Linked DNA regions of Oryctolagus cuniculus: region 1 is linked to region 2. Evidence: chromatin contacts called from public Hi-C data. All regions are on one chromosome and are shown on one strand. Each heading gives the region's core, a stretch centred on a gene start, on an enhancer-like site or on the middle of the called end of the contact. The rest is flanking DNA. Distances are from core to core; before and after follow the strand shown. Region 1 overlaps NR1D2 (nuclear receptor subfamily 1 group D member 2). Region 2 overlaps UBE2E1 (ubiquitin conjugating enzyme E2 E1).

Region 1 (4,471 bases), core at 110-2,609, 120 kb before region 2:
GACAGGCAGCCTTTAAAATGGCCTATGATGGGGGCCAGCAATGTGGTGTAGCTGGTAAAGCTGCCACCTGCGATGCCAGCATCCCATGGGGTGTTGGTTCAGGTCCCAGCTGCTCCACTTCCAATCCAGATCTGCTATGGCCTGGGAAAGTAGTAGAAGATGGCCCAAGTGCTTGGGCCCCTGCACCTATGTGGGAGACCTGGAAGAAGCTCCTGGCTTCAATCGGCCCATCTGCAGCCATTGCGGCCAATTGGGGAGTGGACCATTGGAAAGAAGACCTCTCTCTCTGTCTCTCCTTCTCTCTCTGTATAACTCTGACTTTAAAATAAATAGATAAATCTTTAAAATAATAATAAAATAAATAAAATGGCCTATGATGGCCCTCTCCATCCTGATATTCATGCCCTTGTATAATCACCCTGACTCACTTCTAACAGAAGTGATAGGATGTCACTTCTTGAATCAGGTCACCAAAAGGGCCAGACATTTGGGCCAGCAGTTGAGTTGCCATCTGGGACACCTGCATCCCATCTGGGAGTGTCATGTTCAAATCCCAGCTCCTGAGCCTCTGATCCAGCTTCTTGCTACTGCACACTCTGGGAGGCAGCAGGAGATGGTCCACGCATGTGGGAGACTTGGCTGAACTTCAGGGCGCCTGGCTTTGGCCTGGCCTGGCTCTGGCTGTTGGGAGCACTGGGGGAGTGAACCAGTGAATGGAAGATCTCTGTCTCTCTCTGCCTTTCAAATAAATTGACAATAAATATTTTCTTACAATGTTTTGAATTTTTTTTACCAAATATTTTTTTAAAACAAAAAGCTGTGGCTTTCATCCTAGGTATTCACTCTGAGAAAAGCCAGCTGCCACGTTGTGAGCTGCCCTATGGAGAAGCCCACATGGTGAGGGACTGAGCGTGATCTCCACCCTACAGCCAGCAAGGATGTGAGGTGCTCAGCCCAACACCCTGCAAGGAGAGGAACCCTGTCGCTAACCATATACGCCTAGAAGAGGATCCTTCCTGACCCAAGCCTTCATCTAGGGCCACAGCCATGTCCACAACCCAGCTGCAACCTTCTGAGAAACCCTGAGCCACAGGTAGACAGCTGAGTCACACCAATTTCCCAGCCTTCAAAACCTAAAATTAATGTTGACACTTTTAAGCCACTCAGTTTTGGGGTGGCTTGTTGTGTAGTAATAGATAAATAATACACCACGTAGCTGTACACTAGTTTTATTACCCAGCATGCATTTTGGTATAGTGTGATCTAGCATAAACCTGCAGTCAAGCACCTCAGAGTCGGGCCCTGGAGCTGAGTGCCCCGGCTCTCTCCAGCAGGGGCTATTTCCTCCCCGACCACAGGAGGCAGTAGTGCACTAGAAATCCTCGGGCTCCGGCTCAGGGAGGTTGGAATATGCCAGCAGGAGACTTCTTTTCTACACAGAAGCAAACTCCTCTGGCCACTCCTATCCTTTCGTTGTTTATAAAGATGCTGAGATCGTTTGCCATGACTGGAAACTGAAAGGCCTATTTGTAATGCAAGCGTTTAAAACAAGGACTAAAACTGAACAGCAAAAGAGTGTGGGTAAATACAGAAAAAATGATACAAATAGGTCTTTCTTATATTTAACAAAACCTGCATTATTATTACAACTATGTGCTAATTCTATGGAGGAAAAACCGAATGTTGGTTACTGGTTTGAGGATCATGATTTTTCAGGCAAAACTATTAGACAAAAGGCCTCTTTTCTACATTTGACTTTGGTCAATCACAAGGATTATCTTTGCAAAAATACTTAAAGCCTTCAATAATGCTTCCAGGTGCTAGGAATCAGCTGTGAACAGAACAAGCCAAAATTCCTGCAAGGAGCTTTCATTTTGGATCATATCATCAGTAATCCGTAACACCAAGCTCAGAATGACCGTGATCGCCACAACAGAGTCCAGGGCTAAGCAGGGAGGGCTGTTTCTGGGGAATGGCATGCTAGGTAGCTGGCCCTTTCTGAATTGGTTAAGATGATCTACACGTCTTTATACAACTCAGGACGTCAGGAAATGGATGCCTACAACTAAAATGTAGATGATACTAAATTTTTCTAATTTTCTCAGTTTCTAAATCCAAGGTCGTTACGGTGTCATGAAGACTTTCAAAGAATTCAATTACAAATCTGGCTAGATCGTAAGCCACAATCTTCCGATCCTGAAGCACCTGCATGCAAGGCCGTAGGGGAAACTCATTTACTAAACGATGCAGGAAGGGCGACTCCACTGCCCGTGCAGGAGTTTACGAGCCACGTGGCTTCCCCTCCCTTCGTTGGTTCTTCATCCCACTCTCAAGTCTGTGCTCCCCACCGAAGCTTCTCCCTTCCCACAGGGGTTAGGTCAAACCGCTGTGAAGGCAAGCGCAATCTTCATCCAGACGAGCCTTACCTCTCATCTACACGCCAGCCTCTACTCCAACTGGAAGTGACTGCTGTCACTATACAACCCAGGAGGAAAACTTACCTTCCAGGTGCAAGTCCCCTTCCGTGGCATGAGGAGTCTTCCAGTCCCACAGGAAATATCATGTTGAGATTTCGCTCTCCTTTAGCAGCTAGAGCTACTGTGTTAACAAGCAGTACAGTGGGAAGGCTCTGTAGCCAGACTCAGGGGACCTGCTCAGCCAATTACTGAAACCCCTCTGTCGCTCGAACCCCTTCCCTCTCTTACTGAAGATGGCTCACATCTAGTTCACATCAGAGGTCTGTTGTGAGGATAATGACATGCAGAAATTAACTGACATTTCTCCTAACAACTTCCCCTAAAAGTAGAAAATAATCAAACAAAAAATACAGAAGGCAACTATAGAGTTCTCAGGAAAACAAAAACCTGTTTTAAAGATAAAGCAAACAGTAATACTGCTTTGTTCTAAGCAGTTGATAAAAAAAGAAATAAGCAATCCGCGTATTACCTGAAGCACAGAACACTCCCCGTTCGGGCCACAGAGCCTTACATTAGCTGTTCTACTAAGTCAACCGCACTGTGGGAACACTAAGGACACGATCCTATAAGTGCTTTAACTTTTTTTCAAAGATTAATTGATTTGAAAGGCAGAGTGACAGGGGCTGGCTCTGAGGCATAGTAGGCTAAGCCCCCACCTGTGGTGCCAGTACCTAATATGGGCAATGGTTTGTGTCCCCGCTGCTCCTTTTCAGATCCAGCTCTCGGCTATGGCCTTGGAGAGCAGTGGAAGACGGCCCAAGTGCTGGGGCCCCTGCACCCACGAGGGAGACTTGGAGGAAGCTCCTGGCTCCTGGCTTTGGATCAGCCCAGATCCAGCCATAGCAGCCATTTGAGGTGTGAACCAGCAGATGGAAGACCTTTCTCTTTGTTTCTCCCTCTCTCTAACTCTACCTCTCAAATAAATAAATAAAATCTTTAAAAAATTTAAAAAAAAAAAAGTAAGAGAAAGAGATTGAGGGAGAGAAGGAAGGTGTGAGAAAGAAAGGAAGGGAGATATGGAGGGAGAGAGGGGGAGAGGGAGAGAGAGTGAAAGAAAAAAAGAAAGGGTGACAGAGAGAAAAATCTTCCATCCACTGGCTCACTCCCCAAATGGCTGCAACAGCCAAGACTGGGCCATGCCAAAGCCAGGAGCCAGAACTCCACTCTGGTCTCCTACATGGGTGGCAGGGACTCAAACACTTGGGCCATCATCTATCTGCATCATCTATCTTCCCAAGCACATGAGCAGGAAGCTGGACCAGCAGCAGAGCAGCCAGGCCTCGAGCTGGGCTCTGATATGGGACGTCAGCGTCACAAGCAATGGCTTTAGCACTGGGCCACAACACTGGCCCCACACTTTTTGACTTTTCTACTTCAAGAATCAACTGATAAGTGAAGCATGAGAAACAATAGGTAATATACCAGAATATAAATGTTTTAACTTTTTTAATGATTCTATTTATTTGAGAGGCAGATAAAGAGACAGAAAGTCCCCATCCACTGGTTCACTCCTCAAATGCCCACAGACGAGGCTGGGCCAGGTCAGATAAATGCCAGGAGCTCGGAATGCCATCTGGGTTTCCCACATAAGTAGCAAGGGCTTAACCACTGATCCACTGGCTGCTGGCTCCCAAGGTGTGCTTTAGCAGTGAGCTGGAATCAGAAGCAGAGCCAAGAATCAAATCCGGGCACTCTGATATGAGATGCAGGTGTCTTAACCTCTAGGCCATAGTCCTGCCCCAATGTGTTACTTCTTGTTCACACACAAGCAATGGTAACAAAAGCAGCCTGGGTACAGTGCAAGAAAGGTGCTATCTCTTTCATTAATGAGAAGTTCTACCTAACTGTTCAAGAGAGATTACTACATAAATGTGAAGAATCAAAGACTGTAACTTAAAATCATATATAAAACAAACCACTGAGAAAGTAAAACAAAAGTTGAGAGGGAGAAGTAAGCGCACTTTACTTATCAGTTCTATCTACTAATCTAGTTA
Region 2 (5,102 bases), core at 1,576-4,075:
GACTAGACTCTTCAGTTTAAAATACTTTGTCCTAGAACATACTAGACAATGGTGAAGTTGCTCCCTTTGCCAACTCATCTCCATTAGAACTTTCTCTGAAAAGCAATTTCATTTTTGTCTTTTTCAGGTGAGGAAAAATAAAACAAGGTAGAGAATTGTTAACCTTACCAGGATTACAGTCTGTAAGAAGTGAGCAGATGGAAAGGAGGACTTTAGAAATAGTTAGTGCTGGACTCCAATTATCTTTCAATATGTCCAAGCAAATAACTCCTTGACTGTTAATATTACAGTGATAGATTCTTGTCCGAAATGTAACCTAAAAGAAAAGTCAAACAATAGCAACTGTTTAGGAATAACACTGTGGGACTGCTGTTTGGGGTGCCTGGTCCTGCGAATGCACCCAAGCCACCCATGCGGGAGGCCAGGTGGGGTCTCAGCCTGGCAGAGTGCACTCTGGCAGGTTCGCACGTTTGGGAAGCAAACCAACAGATGGAAAATCTCTCTCTAATAAACGGAAAGTTAATATAGTTTTAAATGTTCATTGGTCCTGTGTCAGGAATTGTCAATTTTAAAAGTAATGTCTTCAAAAAGCTAAAAGTTCGGTACCCTCCTGAGTTCATCTTCAGCAAGGTTACTGTTTAAATATTAGCATTTTGAAGCATGAATAGCTAATTGTTTGCTGACCTCTTGTGTTAGCTGGTAGTACTACACAATCTTCAATACCTCATAAAACCTGAGGTACAACATAGTCTGCATGTGATAGAATGCTTAGTAGGCAGTGGCTACACAACCAAAAAGCTCTTCAGGATTTGCGTTACACCAGTTCCCCCAGCCACCCTGTCTACCAGAACCCCAGGATTTATAGAGGGGTCTCCATGAGTGGGAAGCCCAGTGTGGGCAAGGACCAGTCAGCATGAGCCACAGAAGCAGGAGTTATTTTAATTGGTGCACATCATGTATTTCCACAAATAAAAATCAGGAGACCAAAGTAAAAATGACCAGAGGCTGGCTTTTTAGCCCAGCAGTTGAGATGCTCGTCTCCATGACAGCAGTGCCTGGGTCACTTCCGGGCTCCGGCTCCCTGCAAATGCGGACCCTGGGTGGCAGTGGCGATGGCTCAGGTCATTGGCGCTCTGCCACACACATGGGAGACCTGGGTCCACCACCCAGACCTCAGCTTTGGCCCAGCCTGGGTGGTTGCAGGCATTTGGGGAGTGAACCAGTGGATGGAAGAGCTCTGTCTCTCTCTCAAATATATAAAACAAATATTAAAAATAGAAACAGTAGCCAGAAGTGACACTGGTGTATGGGATGTGGGCACCCCGGGTGGTAGCTTGATGCACTGGGCCACAAAGCCTGCATATAAAACAAATATTAAAAATAGAAACAGTAGCCAGAAGTGACACTGGTGTATGGGATGTGGGCACTCCGGGTGGTAGCTTGATGCACTGGGCCACAAAGCCTGCCCCCCCCCCCCACTGAGTTTTTGTGCTTAACAGTTACCCTGAGAAAACCCTCACTAGGCTCCTATGGGAACTAGCAAATCTAACATAAATCAGGGGAATTCCTTACCTTGGGAGGCTTGAAGGGATATTCTGGTGTAAAAGTAATATCGAGAAAGAAGACGCCACCTTCGTACACAGATCCTGGAGGCCCTAGAATGGTGGATCTCCACTCATAGATGTTATCACCTTTGGGGCCAGCGCTGAAAAGAACACATCAACAGCTAAGCAGACGGTGGCATCACCCGACTCTCATACTGTATCAAAAAAGGGGAGCGAGAACCCCCTCCCCCACCTTTCTATCAAATGTGTAACTTTTCTTCAGAAAACAGAAGTATCTTTCTGATGCAGAAACTATAGCAAACATCAGCCTCGGGGCAAGTCAACTGGATGATTCAAGAATGTTAAAGTCATTCCAAGTTTACTTAGCTCTTAATAAGCAGGAAATGTTACTCAATTCTCAAACCTCTCCTTGCCACAGAACAAAGTGTAAATACTTAAACACCTTAGCACATACAGACAAACGACAGCAGTTTGAAGCGCAAAAGTTTCGTTTTCTGACACACTGGCTGTTTTCCTCCCTCGCTCTTGTATCTCAATAATCTTACCCTAAAAAGATCCAAAAGACGGCCACGCTTTTTTCTCATAAACCAAAACTATGCTGGGTGGGAAGAGAATGATGGCAAGTTATCCAGTTTTAATTTCAAGATCAAATCCTGTTACTGGGTTCTCTATTACGGTGAGGACACTAATGTCTGTTACTCTTGGTTACACCACGCTCTGACCACAGAACCCTTCCACAGCATTCTCTTGGCTTCCAGGGCACTTTGTACTGAAGCGTATATGTAATTTTTTAAAGATTTGACAGACGCCTTCATTCTGCTGGTTCCTCCCCACCTGCTCACCACAGCCAGGGCTGAGCTGCAAGGTCAGTCCAGGTCTCCACACGGGCGGCAGGGGCCCAGGGTCTTGCGCCTTCACCTGCTGCTTCCCCAGGGACTACAGGAAGCTGAGCCGAGTGGGGACTCAGACCCACTCTGACACGGAATGTGTGCATCCCACGTAGCAGCTCAACCGCCACGCCAAACAACCCACCTCCCACATATATGAAGTTTTAACAAATTTTATCCTAATTCTAGAAATTATTGAAGAGCTTAATTTAGCTTCCCAAACCAGTAAGTGCAGTACTATGGTCCTAAAAAGTGAAGGGGGAAAGGACGAAACTCTCAGGAAGCGGGCTGCCTCCCCACAGCACGGCTGAGCAGGGGCGGTGACAGAGTGCCCGACGCACCTGGAACTGCTCCCAGAGCAGTGCTGTGTGCGCGGAGAGGATGGCAGAAACCCAGCCAACACTCGCCCCACTCCTGCGGGGCAGGCAGCACGGCTCTCTCAATGACCATGAACGGAAAGCTGTGTGCTAGGCGGGTGAGGGGTTTTGACACTGGACAAGAGCCGGTTTTGACACCTTCATTTAAGAGAGAGGAGATGAGGAGTAGAGGAGTAAGAAGGCTACAGGTGAGCTCTGCTTTCCCCAGCTCCACCATGGGGTAGGAGTAGCCACAGCTAAACACAGGTTATGGGAACGTGCTTACAAAAACCCAGGGAAGCAGGACTTGGGGAGGAGTCATGGGTGAAGAAAAGGCCCCGACGGGGAGTGGGCACAGGCAGTGAGTTAGCTGTGTGTGCCCGAGAGCCCACTGTCGCCCTAAACCCACGTTCACACACCTGCCTCACAGGAATGGCTTAGGAATTAAGTAACTGAGGAAGAGCCCTGTGGAGCCCGTGGCAGCGAGCAGCACTGGTAATGATTCCCATTGGCTCTGACGATATGGCCCTTTAAACTCCGCGATGGGTGTTCCCAAGAACTATGAAAAACTTGTCTTCAACTGAACACATGAGCACACGGGGAGATCACTTACCACTGCCGACACTATGGAGTCACAGGTGCGTGTACTTGGCAGTGGACTGTGATTTTCACCGGGTGCAATGCAGGGAGCGCTCTTAGCCCTCTGTCCCTCTAAGAACGCGCAGTAACCCTGCCAGTGAAAGGCTCCGATTCCTGCTGCTTCATCTCCCGGGAGCAGACCTGGTCCCTGGTCACTTAAAACCTACCCGCCCACGTGTTTGAGTTGCTCTAATGTGATGCTGTTGGGAGGAGGTGGGCCACTGGGGCTCATCAATGACATCTTCATGAACGGGATCAGTGTCCTAAGAGACCCCCCCCTCCCAGCTTTCTTCCATCAAGTGAGGGCACAGCAAGCAGACACTGGATGGGCACTCGGACGCAGGCCCTGGCCAGACACAGCAGCACCATGGCTTTAGATTCCCCCCTCGGGAACTGATACATTTCTGCTGCTTGTAAGCCACCAGCTGATGGTATAGCCTTACTAGAACAGGCAGACTCTGCAGACGCTGGCCAGTAATGGCTGTGACTTCACCAGACTGCAGCTGGCTGAGATGTGGACTGAGAAGAGGAAGGTAACACTGACACACAGGTGCAGGACAAGATGAGTAATCTCTTACCTAGTCAGGAAGACAAAGGTAAAAGGCTACTACTCTCAACTCTCCATACTTCCATCTACTCTAAACGCCTCTCTACAGACCAGGAACCAGGCCTCAAAGTGTAGTACTGACACTATTCCCAGCGCCTGCTAAAGCCATACTGTTTTGGCCAGGTCCGGCTCCATGAGGCTATGAGACTGACTGACCTAGAGAAACAAGAGTGAGGTTAGTCTAACCTAGAGGTGACATCAGCTTTGCCTACTTCTCCCAGCCCCTTAAATAACAGAGAAGAGGTGCTCAACAGTGTGCCGGCTTGAGTAGATTATGTGAACTGTAAAGAAAACGGGGTCCCCAAATTCCACTGTGCATCAAAATTATCTATATAACTAAAAATGAAGACTCTTAGATTACTCCCCAGGCTGCATGAGTTAGAATGTCTACAGCAGGACCCCAAAATCTACACGTTCAAACAGCTCCCCCTGCTGAGTGGTAAACAGTTGATTTGCATTGGGAACCACGGGTCCAGGCTGCTGGAAATGGGAGAACCAGTTAGGAACAGGGGCTTTGAGATTCTCAGTGCATCCCCTGCGGTCCTAACTACAGCTCCAGATGAAGATTCCTGCTTTGCAGCCTGCCTTCTGTGTGTGTACACACTTCCCTGAAGGTTCAGAAAAGGCGCAAGGAATCCAATCAAGAACATTACAATCCAATCAACAGTTAATAATAAGGAAAAAGTTGTTACATTTCTGCTAAACAAGTGCACAGAGTAGCTACAATAATCAAGAACATAACAGAGACCCTGAAAAGTCTCGGGGGGGGGGGGGGTGTCCCTGGCCTGGGGTCTCAGCAATCACCATGAAAGGTCTGAGAAACCCCTAAGAAAGACCACCCATTGTTGCCTGAATGTTTGAGGAATTCACTGTCACTGGGGGAGTGCATGTGCATTTTATAGAGAAAAATAAAACAAAAACGATGACACAGTGGCATCCACAGTTTTCATCTTTTTTTCCCCTTCTAAGTTGTCCTAGCAAAGTCAGGATAAGCTAGTCCAGCAAGTGGGTGGGCTGCGGGCAATGCCAGTGACGCTCGGGTCAGTGG

Evidence for each region. A called contact is a pair of places that touch in the nucleus more often than the background predicts.
Region 1: a contact with region 2 is called in a Hi-C map of an unstated tissue, with 6 times the contacts expected there. The contact joins two enhancer-like sites. A contact is called at or near these places in 2 of 6 Hi-C or Micro-C datasets (ear pinna and an unstated tissue).

What each region holds. Positions count from the first base shown.
Region 1 is chr4:159,902,924-159,907,394 of mOryCun1.1, reverse strand. The region is part of intron 7 of NR1D2 (nuclear receptor subfamily 1 group D member 2); the gene reads right to left. Among named protein-coding and RNA genes, the nearest start is that of NR1D2, 30 kb to the right of the region's middle. Within about 2 kb of position 1,359, at least 3 of the 8 cell types and tissues checked have an H3K27ac peak or open chromatin away from gene starts, as enhancers often do.
Region 2 is chr4:159,783,339-159,788,440 of mOryCun1.1, reverse strand. It overlaps UBE2E1 (ubiquitin conjugating enzyme E2 E1), which reads right to left. Exons shown (of 5, transcript XM_070072859.1): 3 at 1,573-1,705; 4 at 169-316. Among named protein-coding and RNA genes, the nearest start is that of RPL15, 48 kb to the left of the region's middle. Within about 2 kb of position 2,825, at least 1 of the 8 cell types and tissues checked has an H3K27ac peak or open chromatin away from gene starts, as enhancers often do.